Linked DNA regions of Mus musculus: region 1 is linked to region 2. The links are chromatin contacts, called in public promoter capture Hi-C maps. All regions are on one chromosome and are shown on one strand. Each heading gives the region's core, a stretch centred on a gene start, on an enhancer-like site or on the middle of the called end of the contact. The rest is flanking DNA. Distances are from core to core; before and after follow the strand shown. Region 1 holds the start of 2410017I17Rik (RIKEN cDNA 2410017I17 gene). Region 2 holds the start of AA388235 (expressed sequence AA388235).

Region 1 (2,842 bases), core at 113-2,612, 2.2 Mb after region 2:
GTTCAATAGCATAAATGAGGTAGTCAAAGAATGGAAGAGGGAATGGCAAAAAAGTAATTTAATATGTGTTTGAGTTCATTTCAAGATCAGATATTAGGGCCATATGCTCTTGGTAGGATGCCACCACTGAGTCTTCCACTGTGGTCATCTTGCAGACCAACATTAACTGTCAGTTCAAGTGAACAGCCATCACAAAGTGTGCAGCCAGAGAAAATGACTCCCTGCCCCTGACTCTGGGGGACAAGGTACAGGTATGTTACACAGGACCCCTGGAGTGAGCTGTGGACCCCAGTGCAGCACTCACTGGAACACACTGGGCCCACAGGGAGGGCTCACTATAGCCCTGGATTTCAGAAGACCCTGTCACTCAGAAAGTCCAATTCCTGATTCACTAGGGGGAGCACTGTAATTTGTGGGGGCAGAGAGACAGCAGGAGGCTTCTGCATGTTTAGGTCTGACAGGAAACAGTGTAATCTCACAATAATCGATCTTTTAATGAGAACCCTGACTTATCTTGTGTAATTATCCAGGTTAGCAATGTAGACTGATACAAATGATAATAGGAGGGCAGGGAGAAACAGGATCACTCCAGTGCAGACAAAAACTGACTAGAAACAAAATAACGCCTTCAAAAAAAAAAAATAAAGAAAGAAAGAAAAAAGAAAGAAGAAAAAGAAAAGAGAAAAAAGAAAAAGAAATTCCAGTATTTATATTCCTCCAGGGTAGCCCATAAGGGCTCATGTGACCATTCACCACTGTAGGAATAGAAAGAATTGTGTTACAGACAGGGAGGGATCTGGGAGAATGTATTCTTTGAAAATTCTAGAAACTGGGGCAACCAGCCTAGTGTTGGGGAGTCCATGTCTCCCATCAGGTAAAGGCGACTTCAGGTCCTGAGGTGTAAGGGCTGACACACTCAGCAGGACAGGAGTCCATGTCCACAGACAGTGGGTGTGGGCAGAGAATCCAGACTAGGAGAGGCCATGGCTGACAGAGGCTATAGGGGAACTGAAGGGAGCAGCTGTTGTCACCTCAGGGAAATTCTCTCCTTCCCTCCTGAGACAGCCTGGGCACTGTCCAGGGAGAAGGCTGAGCCCTGGAAGAGTCAGTGCAGTCACTGTGACAAGGGATCAAGAGACCCAGGGACACACTCTCCCTTCTGGGACAGGGGCATCACCCCAGCTGAGGGTTTCTTCTTCCCCAGGACTGAGCCCCAGCCCGAGGGCAGAGGGAGGAGCTGCCCGCGGCCCCTGCACCTGTGCGCAGCAGCGTCTCCTTCCCGAGCTGCAGGTATCTGCGGAGCGACTCCACGCACTCGCCCTCTAGGTAGGCCTTGTAATGCTCTGCAGCACCAGCCTGCTCCCACTTGCGTCGGGTGATCAGCGCTGCCAGGTCCGCCGCCGTCCACGTGTTCAAGTCTTCGTTCAGGGCGATGTAATCTCGGCCATCATAAGCGAACTGTAGGTATCCGCGGAGGAGGCGCCCGTCCGACCCCACGTCACAGCCGAACAACAGCTGGAACGTGTGAAGGCCTGCGGGATCCCAAGGTCAGCGCCGCTCACCCGCACCGCCCCCGCTCGCCCTGGCCTAGTCCACCAGCGGACTCCTCCAAAGTGAAAGGGAAACCGGTCCTGGGTCGGTTCTGCTCCCGAACCTAGACTTGGGATTGGAGATCTCCGGCCCCTGTCTAGGGACATTTCGAGCTCGTGACCTCCCACCCAGGGTCACTCACCGCCTTCACTCTGGTTGTAGTAGCGCTGCGCGGTCCTCAGGCTCCCTCGGAAACTCTGCTCATTGCGCTTGGCGATCTGTGTCTCCCGCTCCCAATACTCCCGCCCCTCGTGCTCCATCCATGGAGCCCGCGGCTCATACCTCGGATTCTCCGCGTCGCCGTCGAAGCGCACGAACTGCGTGTCGTCCACGTAGCCGACAGAGATGAATCGGGGTTCCCGGAGGCCAGGGCGGGACAAGGCGGTCTCGAAATACCGCATCGAGTGTGAGCCTGGGGGCGGCGCGCGGTGAGACCCGGACCTCCTCACGGGACTCCGGCCCACTGCGCGGGCCGGGAGGGGAGCAGGGCGCCGGGCTCCGGATGCGGGTGTAGAAGGGCGGAGGGTCTTGTGAGCGACGGGGGGACGCGGATTCCACAGTGCCGTCCCCGCCCCTCCACGCAGAGGCCGTTTCCCTCCCGACCCCGCACTCACCCGCGCGGGTCTCGATCAGGGTCAGGGCGGCCGCCAGCAGCAGGAGCAGCATTCGCTGCGCCATTGTCCCATCTGGGATACAGGGCATTTGAGGCCCTCGGGCTGCTTGGACTTTATAACCAGCGCCCGCGGAGGAGCTGTTGGTTCCTTCCCCAGGATCCTGCCACCCAATGGAGATGAGACCTGCCAGATAATTCCTGCTACCTCCGGGTCCAGAGAGGGCATCAGATCCCCAGGAGCTATAAAGTGGTGCTGCTCCAGGGCAAGGGAGGGGCAGGAGCTGAGCTGCAGGAGAGGGTGGTGTCTGCAGGGAGCAGAGTGAGGCCCTTGTGCACCTGTGTCTTAGTGAGGGTTTCCATTGCTGTGATAAGACCCCATGACCAAAAGCAACTTGAGGAAGAAAGGGTTTCTTTCAGTTTACACTTCCACATCTCAGTCTATCATTGAAGAGATTCATGGCAGGACCTTGAGAGAGGATTCTAAGTAGGAACTGAAGCAGAGACCATGAGGATCAGTGCTAATAGCTTTGTAGTTTATGGCTTGCTCAGTCTTCTGTCTTATACAATTCGTGATCACCACCCAAGACCAACTCCAGTGGGCTGAGCCTTTCCATACTGATCATTCATAATAATTTAAAA
Region 2 (2,700 bases), core at 98-2,597:
TGTCATCACACTTGGCTTTCGTTACTTTTCTACGACTATAAGACGTTGGGACCCCATCAAGTTGTGAATGTTTTTAATCTGTTCTCTACTTTCAGAGAATGTGAATCCATGACGGCAGAGGAAAGACATGGTACAAGAACAGTGTAAGCTCACACATCTATCTGCATACCAAAGGAGAGACACTGGGAACAGTGGGAGTCGCTCCTCCCCACCCTCCCATCAGTGCTTCATTGGCTTGCTCTCTCATGAGGTCACAGCTCAGTGGGTCAGCCATGTCCCTGCACTCACACTGGTCCTTGCTGTCTTCTGAGAGCACTGTCAGAAAGCACAGGTGTCGATCACACGTTGGCTTGTTCCAGTGGCAGTCGAGAGTTGTAGGCGTAGGACACAGTGTTCAAGGCGTCCTTGTAACGGTCCATGCATATGGTGATGCATTCCTGCTCAGAGTTGTCCAAGGAGCCCCAGGCTTCCTGATGCACTTCCTGAAACGCCTGTCAGTCATCTTGAGCAGCTCCTGCTCATGCGCAATGGCGGTCTGCACGTTCACCTGCTCTATAATGGTCCCTGGTCCAGCTTTCCGCAACCTACGCCATTAAAGTCCAGCCAGACCACAGGCACAGCCAAACGCAGGTGCCTGGAGCCTGGAAATGTTTAAAACCTCAATGCCCAGCCCAGTGACACTTCTCCAACCAAGCCACACCTCCAATCTTTCTCAAGAGTTCCATCTGCTGGATATGAAGGATTCATTCCTATGAGCCCGTGTGGCTGTTCTCATTCAAACCAGCATAGCGTTCACTATGAAATGGAAGAGACCAGCAGGGTTCTGCAGATGTGTCCAGTGCAATCTGACAGAGATACCCTCCAACAGGGGACTCTGCGGAGTTAGGTCTCCCCCTTTGCCTCTGTCCCCTCCTGCTCAGCCCCTCTCTGTCTCTGTCCTCAGGCCTCTCCCCATCAGTGCCCAGCTCCCCTCCCTCCTGAGCTATGCACTGACACTGTCTCTTCCTGGGCCTCTAGTTTCTCTCATGTGCTCAGCAGCAGGCTGTGGATCAGCTGTGTGGTTTTGATGTGAACATTCCAGTGGTGGCTGGAGAGATGGCTCAGAGCTGAGAGCACGTGTTCCTTGTTGGGAGCCGCCCCACATTCGCTGTCACAAGGTGGCGCTGACATCCTGTGTTCTAAGTGGTAAACAAATAATCTGCGCATGTGCCAGGGTACTCCTCCCCCCATGTACTCTGCCTTCCCCGTGACTACAACTCGGCCATGGGCTGCAGCCAATCAGGGAGTGATGCATCCTAGCAAAAATATAGTTCTCCTTAAAGAGGGAGGGGGTTTCCGCCATCTCTCTCTCGCTGGCATCTCTCTGGCTCTGCGCGCCTTGCGCTCTCTCGCTGCCTAAAGATGTAACAATAGGACTCGGCGCTCTGGCGCGCCCTCGCTCTCCCGCGCGCTCTGGCGCTCTGGCCCCATAAAGATGTAAGCAATAAAGCTTTGCCGCAGAAGATTCTGGTTGTTGTGTTCTTCCTGGCCGGGTGTGAGAGAACGCGTTTGTAACAGTTCCTGTTGCAGAGGATCCAGGGTGAGTTCCATCAGCACATGGTGGCTGTCAACCATCTGCAACTTCAGTTCCCAGGGATCGAATGCTAGTGCTAGTGCACATACATATTCACATACAAAAATGATTACATCTCATGACAATAAAATTTTAAAAATATGATTTGAAAAATACTCCTTCTCTTTCTCCTACACATCCAGAGTGTGAGGACAGGAGTGGAGGGCACAGGAATGTTTGGACATCACTGTCCCACCAGCCAATGAAGAGCGCTCTGTAACAGGACAGGAAAAGATGGTTGAAATAGAGTGTATTGAAATGACAATTTGTCAAAAAGCATAAAATTAAAAATACAGATGATATTTCATTTTATGAACCTACCATGCCCAGTGGGTCACAGCCTCATCCCAGGAAGAAGACACAGTGTGTGCTCATCTTTGCACTTGAGCTGATGTGAGTTTTTGATTCCCTATGAACAAGATAAATTCGACTCAGACGTTTGAATGCTAATTTGTAACAGCCCATGACATCCCAACATCCAGAGCATTCCTGCAGAGAAAGGTGTCCCCTTTCCCATCTTCCCTCCCACTGCAGACCCTCCAGAGTCTCACCTGTTGAAGATGAAAGAGAAGCATCGCATTCTTGGGCAACAGCGCCGCCTGGTGGAAGAAACAAAGAGGACAGCGTCTGAACCCACAGAGCTGAGGGTAAAGGGGATCCAGGCTGCTGAGCTGCCCCAGGGCCTCCTTCCTATCTGCACTTCTCCAGGGCTCTCAGGTCTCAGGCCGCCCTGCTCTCATCAAACTACATCCAGAAGAACTTTACGTGCTTTTCCAGCCGTGGGAAGAAAACTCCCTGTAAGAGGGGAGGCAGGAGGCAGAGCCATGGGTGCTAAAAGGAGCTGCAAAGCCCCAGAGAGCAGTTCCAGAACTCGGACAGGGACCATGGTGATGATTCTTTGATGTCAGCTACATGTGGGGTTAACTAAAACCTCAAAATGGAGGGCAGCATCTGTGAGGTGTTTTTGCTTAATTTGAAGTGTGAAAATCAATTTCTGATCCTTTTCTTTGAGGTAGGAAGACACAGGTGTAAACCAGAATATTTGAGCAGGAGCCCCTCCCACTTTTTGCTCTGGGCCATGACTTCTG

The links. Capture Hi-C pulls out chosen DNA fragments and counts their contacts.
Region 1: a promoter capture Hi-C map of adipose tissue shows a contact between it and region 2, with 4 times the contacts expected there. The contact joins the promoter of 2410017I17Rik here to the promoter of AA388235 in region 2. A contact is called at or near these places in 2 of 484 Hi-C or Micro-C datasets (the C2C12 cell line and liver), 5 of 115 datasets of contacts at active chromatin or transcription factors (astrocytes, embryonic stem cells, extraembryonic endoderm stem cells and 2 more) and 1 of 9 other capture datasets (adipose tissue).

Annotation. Positions count from the first base shown.
Region 1 is chr17:36,143,656-36,146,497 of GRCm38.p6, forward strand. It overlaps 2410017I17Rik (RIKEN cDNA 2410017I17 gene), which reads left to right and starts at 1,363. Exons shown (of 4, transcript NR_033517.1): 1 at 1,363-1,547. Gm10499 (predicted gene 10499) reads right to left here and starts at 2,294. Exons shown (of 8, transcript NM_001370818.1): 1 at 2,205-2,294; 2 at 1,733-2,002; 3 at 1,257-1,532. The coding sequence starts at 2,268. It also overlaps a transcript of Gm8909 not described here.
Region 2 is chr17:33,980,145-33,982,844 of GRCm38.p6, forward strand. It overlaps AA388235 (expressed sequence AA388235), which reads left to right and starts at 1,348. Exons shown (of 1, transcript NR_033305.1): 1 at 1,348-2,700.